2 separate regions of the Sus scrofa genome follow, and region 2 is linked to region 1. A link is a contact called in public Hi-C data. All regions are on one chromosome and are shown on one strand. The core of a region is the stretch at or near the end of the contact, and the rest is flanking DNA. Distances in the headings are between cores, read along the strand shown. Region 1 holds the start of GK (glycerol kinase). Region 2 overlaps GK (glycerol kinase).

Region 1 (4,535 bases), core at 885-3,384:
TTTTAAAGGCTAATGTTGTTTACATCATACATTGAACCACTGATTTTGATAATATGAAGTCGATTAATTCCTTCCCCACCAATGCAGAAAGATGCCTCTTGGGCAACAGAAACTGAGGGACCAGGAACATGCAGTAGATAAAGACTGCTGGATGACAAGGACAACAACAGTAAAGAGTGAAAAGAAAAACAAGCACAGTAAGGCTGGCAACAAAAAAGGAAACCTACAAAGTTATGAAATATCTTACCCACTTTCATTGAGGGCAAAGGCTGTATAAACTAGAGAACAACTGCCACATTTGGTTTGGCCCCTACAGTGCTTTATGAACTAGTTGCCAACATTTGAGGACAGGAAGATTTTACTGAAAACTCTTGGAAGTTCCAGCTTTTCTTAAATAATTTGAAGATCTGGCAACACGGGGCTAATGTTCCTGCTTGGCTGTACCCCTGAGCCTGAGTTTGCTCTCCTTCCTCTACCTGCCTGGCCCCTGCAAGCATCTGTATGGGCAAATCTTGAATAAAGCTTCAAAATTCAACCCACAGTTAGTCAGCATACATGTCTCAATGCTCTTTCTTAATTTGGAAAGATGGTAATAATGATTGAATATTTTACATATTAAATCCAGTTAGGCAAACTTTCTTACTTATGATTCAGGATTACTTTCCAAACATTTATATGAAAATCAAGACAAAGTGAAACCTGCCCTGGGTGATCATATGATAAACAATATAAGAGACAGGAGAATTACGTCTTGGCAGCTCAAACCAGGGTAGGTCATTAAATACCATTCAAACTAAAACTTGACTAAAGGCTTTCACTTCAGACAAGAGAAACAAGTATCAAAACCAAGGTACAAATTCAGGTTTCAGCTAAATGGTCACAGAGCTTTCAAAATATATACAGTGTATATACAATGTATATATACGGTATACTAAATAATGCATGAAAACATGATTTGAGGCAAAGAAGTGAAGAGAGAGCTAAGTAATCATTAAATATTTACATCAACTTGCCAGGTTAGTCAAATGTCCATTGAAAGCATGGGCTCTTAACCAACAATCGTTTATTTAAATTATTTTTAAAGTACCTTTCTGAACTCAGTGCTAGATCACTGTAAGAGCTAGTTTTTTAATTGCACAAAACAATTTAATCAGCAGAGAGTCACTTAAACAGCACTCCACTATGTCAAAACTCTGTCATACATAGTAAATAAAAAAAAAAATTCCCTGTCAATTTAAGCTGTGAAGCGAGGCGAGGACAATCATCTTTGTAATGCGCAAAGTATCAGAGCTAAAATTGACAAATCCTCGAGATTAAATTAAGATTCTGGTTAAAGCAGTGTAATTTGACTCTTTGCCAAAGTGTTCGGCCACTCTCCCCGCCCTCCTCCTAGCGTTCTACCTTCTGCAGTTTCTGGGGAGAGGAAGATAACGCATCATCACGCTAATACTACATTCGTTCTACAGCTCCAAAGGACGCTGGGTTAGGCTACCACAGTCGTGACACAGCTTCCCCCCCACCCCCGCCCCCGCCCCATTCAAGGACGTCCTGCTCCCGGCAGGCCAAATGCTTCTGGGGAAGACTGCAGCAGCGGTCAATGTGGCCACCTGTCCCTGGCTGCAGGCGGGCCGCTCTGCACGGATGTTCGGCGAGTCCTAGCTTCCTCTGGGGTAGGAGTCCCTTCATTAGTAGGGGACCCGGCTCCACAATCAAGGCCAGGGCTGCTCAGCTCAGCTGCGGGGGTCGCGAGAGGCTGTGTTCCCCCAGGCCCGGGCGGAGAAGCTCCAGCGTGGCAAGTCCCGCTCTGGGCCCTTGGCCTCCTTCCCTTGCCTGGGGGCCAGGGCTCTGGGTCGTGGGAAGAACGGGACGGCGACGCGACATCCCGCCCCACGGTCCCAAGGCTCCCGCTCAGGTTCAGCACCTCTTCAAGTGCAACCCCCGGCTCACCAAAAAGCGCGTCGAGCTGGTGCCCTGGTCCACTGCTCCCACCAACGGTCCCAAAACTGCTTTATTCGCGGCTGCCATGAAACCAGCTTGGGGTCGGCGAGGAATTGCAGCCCGTTTCCTTGGTGACGGCGGCGGGCGGAGAGTAGGGCGGCGAGTCGGAAGGGCCAGGCGGCTGGCGGCAGTAGATCGCTCTGTTCGCGCTCCAGGCAGCCCCTTTACCGGCTCAGAGGCTCTACCCCGCCCCTCCAGCCCAGGCCCCGCCCCCACCCGCGTTCCCCACGACTCCGGGGGCGGGGTTGGGGCAGGCGCTGTCTGCCTGGCCAGCCAATTACCGAATGCGGAAAGAGAAGGGCTGTTCAGACAATCTGAGGCTAGACAGACCTCACGGGGGCGGGGCCAGGGCGCGGCGGAGGCGGTGGCCCGCGCGGCAGGTCACGTGGGCCGGGGAACCCGGCGGCAGAACCCTCCTGCCGCTGGGCCGGAGGCGGAGGCCGGTGCTGCCCTTTGGCAGGGAGGGTCAATGGCCCGGGGAAAGGGCACAACCCCACCCACACCCTGGGGCTTCCTCTAGCGGCTGGGTCCCAAAGGGCAGAACTGCTTGTTCCTCTGGTGGGATGTGCAGAGCACGGCGTGAGTCACTCCGGACCAACCCTGCCAGGCCTTCCCGCGCTTCCCACGCCCCGCCCACTTCCCTGTTCCCCGCTCGAGATCAAAATAATCCCCCTCTAAAGGGACTGACCCTTTGTAGGGTCACATTCAGGAGCAGCGCAAATCTTTTGCCTTTGGAGGCTTTTCAGGGACAAGGAAAGCCTAAGTTCCTTCGGTTTAGCTTTTAGGGGAAGCCCTCAAAATCACCATCCCCAGGTCATCAATTGACCACCCGCGAAGATTTCCCGAGGCACCTCCTTGTCCTGAAGCGCCCTTGCTCCTATCTTGACCTGACTGTGTCTCCTCCCTCATACGCTATTTCCTCGCCATAGGTTAAGTGCTCTAAACAGCAAAAGGAGAGAAAAGAGGCCTTCTCATTTGACCTTGAATTTACCTTGCCAGGATTCTTTTGGATCCTGGAAGTATGAATCTTGTTCCAGAGTTTGAAAACCCCTGGCAGTTGCAGAGGTTTTCAAACTCAGGAATAAGATTCACTGTATGAGTAGTTTACAGAACAGGGCCGGGCATATGTGTGGGTGTGTGCACATGCATTTATTTATAATTTATATAGTTATATATTCATTTTTTCAAGTATTTAAAATGCTACCAAAACAATATTTATCCTTCTGTGCTATACATTCGAACTTATTTATACTATTGCATATCATTTTTTAAAATGCTGGTTGGAAAAATCACTAAATTGACTTTGTAAACCAGGCCCTATCAATATCAAAAGCATTGTACTATTCCCACTCTCACTTTTTTTCCTGTTCCATTACTCCAGTCTCTGTGTTCTGTAACATCATTTCTATTTTACACCCTCTTGCTTTACCTAGCACCACCTCACTTATTTATCTCTGTGTTTATAGTTTTACCACTTTTGCTCTGGAAGCAAATTTTCTTTTTTCTTTTGGCTTTTTAGGGCTGCACCCGAGGCATATGGAGGTTCCCAGGCTAGGGGTTGTATCAGAGCTGTAGCTGCTACTAGGGGTTGTATCAGAGCTCTAGATGCCGGCCTACCCCACAGCCACAGCAATGCCAAATCAGAGCTATGTCTGCAACCTACACCACAGCTCACAGCAATGCCAGATCCTTAACTCACTGAGCAAGGCCAGGGATTGAACCTCTGTCCTCATGGATACTAGTGAGATTCATTTCCGCTGAGCCAAAATAGGAACTCTGCAAATTTTCTTATATTCTGTCTAGAAATCAAATTGTGGTGTTCCAGATGAGGCCTACTTATGGGGATGCTGAACTTAATAACTAAGGATAAACTGGCTTGCTTTAGGATAGGAGTGCAGATGGATCAGTATTTCTGAATTTTCTGGAGAAGACACAGGCATACAGGTGAATATAAAGGAACTAGGCTAACTTGCCCCTAAACTCCCTGAAAAACCTTAATTGAACGATATAGATAAGGATTTCCTTGACTCAAACTAGCAGTAAAAAGAAAGCCACCTAACCTAACACATGGATCCAATTAAAAAAAAATCCCTGCTCATGTTTGAACTTTTACACACTTTTGACTCTCAGATTCTGACGGAACAGCAAATTATTTGTTCAGCAGTATTGTGTGATCAGAATTCAGAAGCTTCAGAATAAGTAGGGCTAGATATACATGAATGATTCTGAAACTTATTGATTCTGTGGTTCCTGCAATAGTTTGTGTTCTGCATCATCATTCCTTTTACCAAAACAGAACTTAAAGCCATTGAGGAAATGTGACTTATGCACATCTCATCCTGAAGGAATATGAACTTTGACCCCTTCTTGTCTTAACACAAGCATTTAGAACATCTGCCCAGTGATCCAGATACTTAAGATACTTATCGGACCCTTACTCTAAAATAACTCATGATTCCTTACAGACAAATATTTCCTTTTGATGCCAGAAAGACGTTACTGGAATTTGGGTTCTTTTTCACACAGCTGAAAAATGA
Region 2 (4,535 bases), core at 562-3,061, 37 kb before region 1:
AAAATGTTCTCTCTTCATTTAACTAAAGAGAGATCTATCACATAAGGATTGAAATTAGGCATTATTCTTATCAGCTTCTTCCTATGAGGAAAGTAGAAGAGCAGCTCAAATAAAGGATGGCGTGTCTTCTACTTTCTCTCCCTGAATGATGCTTAAAAACTCAAAATCACCTAGAAATTTCTTTGATAGACAGTAGGAAATAGGAGAGAAGGATTTGAAAAGCACAGCTGAATTAGAGGAAGCACTAGGTAAATCAGAGAAGCGCTCTTTGGGGAGTACAGTTTAAGCCACTGAGGGTGGTAAACCACTGGGATATCATACAATCCCCTTCAGTTTATCAACCTGGAATGCTATTCCTCCAATGCACCACAAGGCCAGGAAAACAGAAAGGTAAAGATTTGAGTTGACCTCAATTATCTTTAGAGAAATAGTCTATAAAGTGTATCAAGTATGTATTGTGCAATAAGATGTAAGGCCTGGCGAAAGCTCCAAATGTTTTTGTTAAACAAGCATTTTTATAATATACTTTTGAAGAGAGCTCTTACCTTGACAAAGTTATTATTTCCGGGAATTCTTTTACTAAGATTCTCAACGGTAGACTGGGTTCTTAGGTCAAGCCACACTATAGATCAAAATATATGAAAAACTTCATTAAAAAAAAATCAGATCTTAATGAAATCACTGCCAAGGACAGGAGACCGATTAGTTTCTATAGGCAATTAAAATGCTATAGCTTTCAAAAGATAGAAATTAGAAAATTAGAAATGAATGGGCATATTGTTAGAAGAGAGAATAAATTTATGAGGAAATATTTAAAGCCCCTATGCAAAATTATAGACCAAATTAAGAGAAAAATACATACCTCAGGGTGCTTATTTGATATCCTTTTTATAGAAAAAAAATGAAAAAAAAAGTTTTGGATATGGATTTTCTATGCATACATGAGTGCAGAGAAAATCTAAATGCTATGAAAGCTAGTTGTCAGGGCAAAATGCACAACCCAGGATCACCATACCACGTATGAAGCATGTACCTGAGGAAAACTTGGGAGCAATTTGTGACAGTAGAGAACTTGATACTATTATAGAGGGGAAAAAATAGGAATCAGTAGCTCATGTACAAAATGTTGTTCTACACTGTACGTTTTCAAAGTACTAGAATTCACAACCATTACCAGAATTATCTGAAGGTCACCATTCTTTCTCCAAGCTAGGTTGCAAAAAATAAAACAACTCTCCATTTTAACATATTAATGTTACTTTTAGCAAAAAACTCTAGACCACTTTCTGCGCCCCCACCCCCACCCCCCCGCAGGAGAAAGTTGTGTGCTGCTCACGACAGAAGGCTTGAGAAAGAGAAGCCATTAAATAGTATATAAAGTGAATTGTACAAAGTCAACAATAAGATCACCTGAGCTCTATTTGTCAGATTTCAGTTTGGTACTTAAACGTTTATAACTTTTAATCTGTTAGTGGTCACTTGATATTTTTAGGCCCTGACTGTGCTCAGATGCCTCCTGAGAACACTCAGGCCCACAGTCTATTTAAAGAGCACCAGGAGATTACACAGCCTGCTCACTACACATGTGGGTGCTGGCCGTTATGGTCTAGTTTGGTTCCCCTTTAACTCTACTATTCCTTTTTCATCACTTAAAAAGCAGTTATTTCCTGTAGTGAATTTTAATCAATTCTTTTCAGTTACTTAAACCAGCCTTTCCCTTGAGGGCCACTTGTGCTTGATTTTGACAGTGGCTACTTTGCACTGTCAGATTAATTACATCAGGGACTTCACGAGGCTATGGTGGTTTCTAGAGGAAAGGGAAAAAAGGGCAAGAAAAATAAGCTCATCATAGCCAGGGAAACAGAAAGCAAAGAGCAAGACCGTGGAAATACATGGCCTGGTGATTGACATCTGTATTTTCTGCCTGCCATCCTTTTCTCCTGCTGCTGAGAGTAGTGTCTCTAATCCTCTTTAGAAATGACCCCCTCCCCCCCATCGTCAGCCATCTTGGTTTGTCTGAGCTTCAACACTAACCCCAGCTCCAGTATCGTGTCCCCAGGGACTGGTTCAGGAGGAAGCATATGGTCTCATCAGCCCAACTGAGATTTGTGCTCAGTCCCTGAGAGTTCTTGACACAGAGCGGGTAGTGTGTAGCTGGAGCCTGCTGCCCTCCTGAAGAGAGAGCCCATCAGCCACGTGTGGAGCCATTCCAGAAGAGACAGATTTATAGGGGAATGCAGGCAATATTGTCTAATTCGGGAATCAAACGGCACCTGAACTAAGTTACTCTTAGAATTCCTTTTTTTTTTTCTTTTCTCTTAGTTGGGGTTGAATTTCCTATTACTTGCCCTGTGACTGATACAAGCCATTAACAGCAGCCACATGGAGCTGGCAAGATCTCCCATGTGCAGGGAACAAGGGCAGTCTACACAGCAGCAGTCTTGTGGAACCAGAACAAAAGCGGACCTTCCTCATAGGCAAGAAACCCCAGTAAGTGCTAAGGACTTAACTGGAATGCTTGGCAAAAGTAGAGGAATTTGAGGAGTTCCCGTTGTGGTGCAGCGGAAACGAATCCAACTAGGAACCATGAGGTTGCGGGTTCGATCCCTGGCCTCCCTCAGTGGGTTAAGGGGTCTGGCGTTGCTGTGGCTGTGGAGTAGGCTGGCAGCTGTAGCTCTGATTCTACCCCTAGCCTGGGAACCTCTATATGCTGCAGATGCAGCCCTAAAAAAAAGAAAAGAAAAAAAAAAAAAAACAAAAGTAGAAGAATTGGGGAGAAAAGTTTTAAATCTATGATAGGTAGAATTAACAAGCATGTTCCAAACTACAGTGGGCGAGGGGATTTAAATCAATGCAGTTTCAATTACCTACTTTTATGAAAATGAAATAAGATGGATTAGAATGGAAAATGTCAGCATTCACTGAATTCAGTAAGTATTGACTTGAGAAATTTTGTTTTAGTTATTATTCTGGTTGGCTGAATCATGTGGCCAAATATATTTCTTACCAAGGGACATGAAAACCACTGCTCTAGGCTTTTTCTTTAATGACTCAAAGCATTCCAGATCAGTCGTCTTCTATGTTTTAATGGATATACAAATCACTAGGGCGCTTAAAGATAAACCCCACTCCCAGAACTTCTAGGAAAGTAGGTCTGGGGAGGGGGCCCAACTCTCCTTTAACAAACACTGCTAGACTCAAACAATGGTTCTGATCCAGAAAGCACACCAGAACCACCTGAAAAACTTTGAAATCATGAATCCTGGTCCCTACATTGCAGGATTCTGGTTGCAGGTCTAGGCAAGGAAGGCCTGAGTCTTTCTACCTGTGTCACTCAGTGTTACACTAGAGCTTTCGAACCTCTTTTTTAGGGCACGTCTTTAGGATACTGAACCTCTTCCAATAATTAATTTAAAAACAAACTAGGGGAGTTCCCATTGTGGCTCAGTGGTAATAAACCTGACTAGTATCCAGGAAGATGTGGGTTTGATACGTGGCCTTGCTCAGTGGGTTAAGGATCCAGTATTGCCGTGTGCTGTGGTGTAGATCACAGGCGTAGTTCGGATCCTGTGTTGCTGTGGCTGTGGTATGGGCCGGTGGCTGCAGCTCCAATTTAGTGCCTAGCCTGAGAACTTCCATATGGCGTGGGTGAAGCTTTAAAACAACAACAACAAAAACAAACTAGGAGTTCCCTGGTGGCCTAGTTAAAGAACTGGCTTTGTCACTGCTGTGGCACAGGTTTGATCCCTGACCTGGGAACCTCCGCATGCCTCAGGCATGGCTTAAATAAATAAATAAATAAATGCAAACCAAAGACAAACTGACAATCCAGTGGCTCTTGAGTCCCAGTGGCTCTGTGACTCTATTGCTCTTTCACAAGACTGCTTAAATAACTAGGAACTATACTCCTCCCTTGAAAGCTTCCAAGTTTCCACACTGGTATCCACAGAATGAGCCCCTCACCAAAAAGAGTCACATTACTGGGTGTGAAATCTATGTCTTCTAAATTTGCCACCAACAAGCTATGTGACTCATGCAAGTCCTGTTACCCTTCGTGGCCTGGGTTTCCAGAATATAAAATAAGGTAGTTTGGACTAGATGGTCTCGAAAGTCCCCCTCCTTCCATTATTCCATGATCACAGAAGGCTGGCATAATATTTGCTTTATTTTTATAGCCCAAGAGTTTGAGGCAATTAGAATACATGGAATGAATTAGTAAAACTGCCCAGGAGAAAAATGTCAGTGGTCCATTCACTACCAAGCAATTCACAAATACTCAAAATTAATTGAATTAAGAACCAAAAATATTAGAAAACTCATTAAAGAAGCTAAGATGGCAGAATTACATTTGCAGAATAAGAGAACAAAAGCCAAAGAGAAGAGCCCAAGCTGGAGGACTAAGCCCCACTGGGAGGTAATTTCTGAGGATAATTGAAAGAAGGACCAGATCCAGAACCAGCAGCAGCAGTCAATTTCCACCCATGTGTCTTCAATTTCCCCCAACATATCTGAGTCGGAAGGCAGGGAAGTGAGAA

Evidence for each region. A called contact is a pair of places that touch in the nucleus more often than the background predicts.
Region 2: a contact with region 1 is called in a Hi-C map of skeletal muscle, with 5 times the contacts expected there. The contact joins the enhancer-like site here to the promoter of GK in region 1. A contact is called at or near these places in 1 of 5 promoter capture datasets (liver), 3 of 47 Hi-C or Micro-C datasets (heart right ventricle and skeletal muscle) and 1 of 2 datasets of contacts at active chromatin or transcription factors (alveolar macrophages).

Annotation. Positions count from the first base shown.
Region 1 is chrX:26,468,168-26,472,702 of Sscrofa11.1, reverse strand. GK (glycerol kinase) reads right to left here and starts at 2,134. Exons shown (of 19, transcript NM_001143708.1): 1 at 1,948-2,134. The coding sequence starts at 2,025.
Region 2 is chrX:26,505,102-26,509,636 of Sscrofa11.1, reverse strand. It overlaps GK (glycerol kinase), which reads right to left. Exons shown (of 19, transcript NM_001143708.1): 5 at 546-622. Among named protein-coding and RNA genes, the nearest start is that of GK, 37 kb to the right of the region's middle. Within about 2 kb of position 1,811, at least 3 of the 83 cell types and tissues checked have an H3K27ac peak or open chromatin away from gene starts, as enhancers often do. A contact at or near this core is called in skeletal muscle, where this site is marked.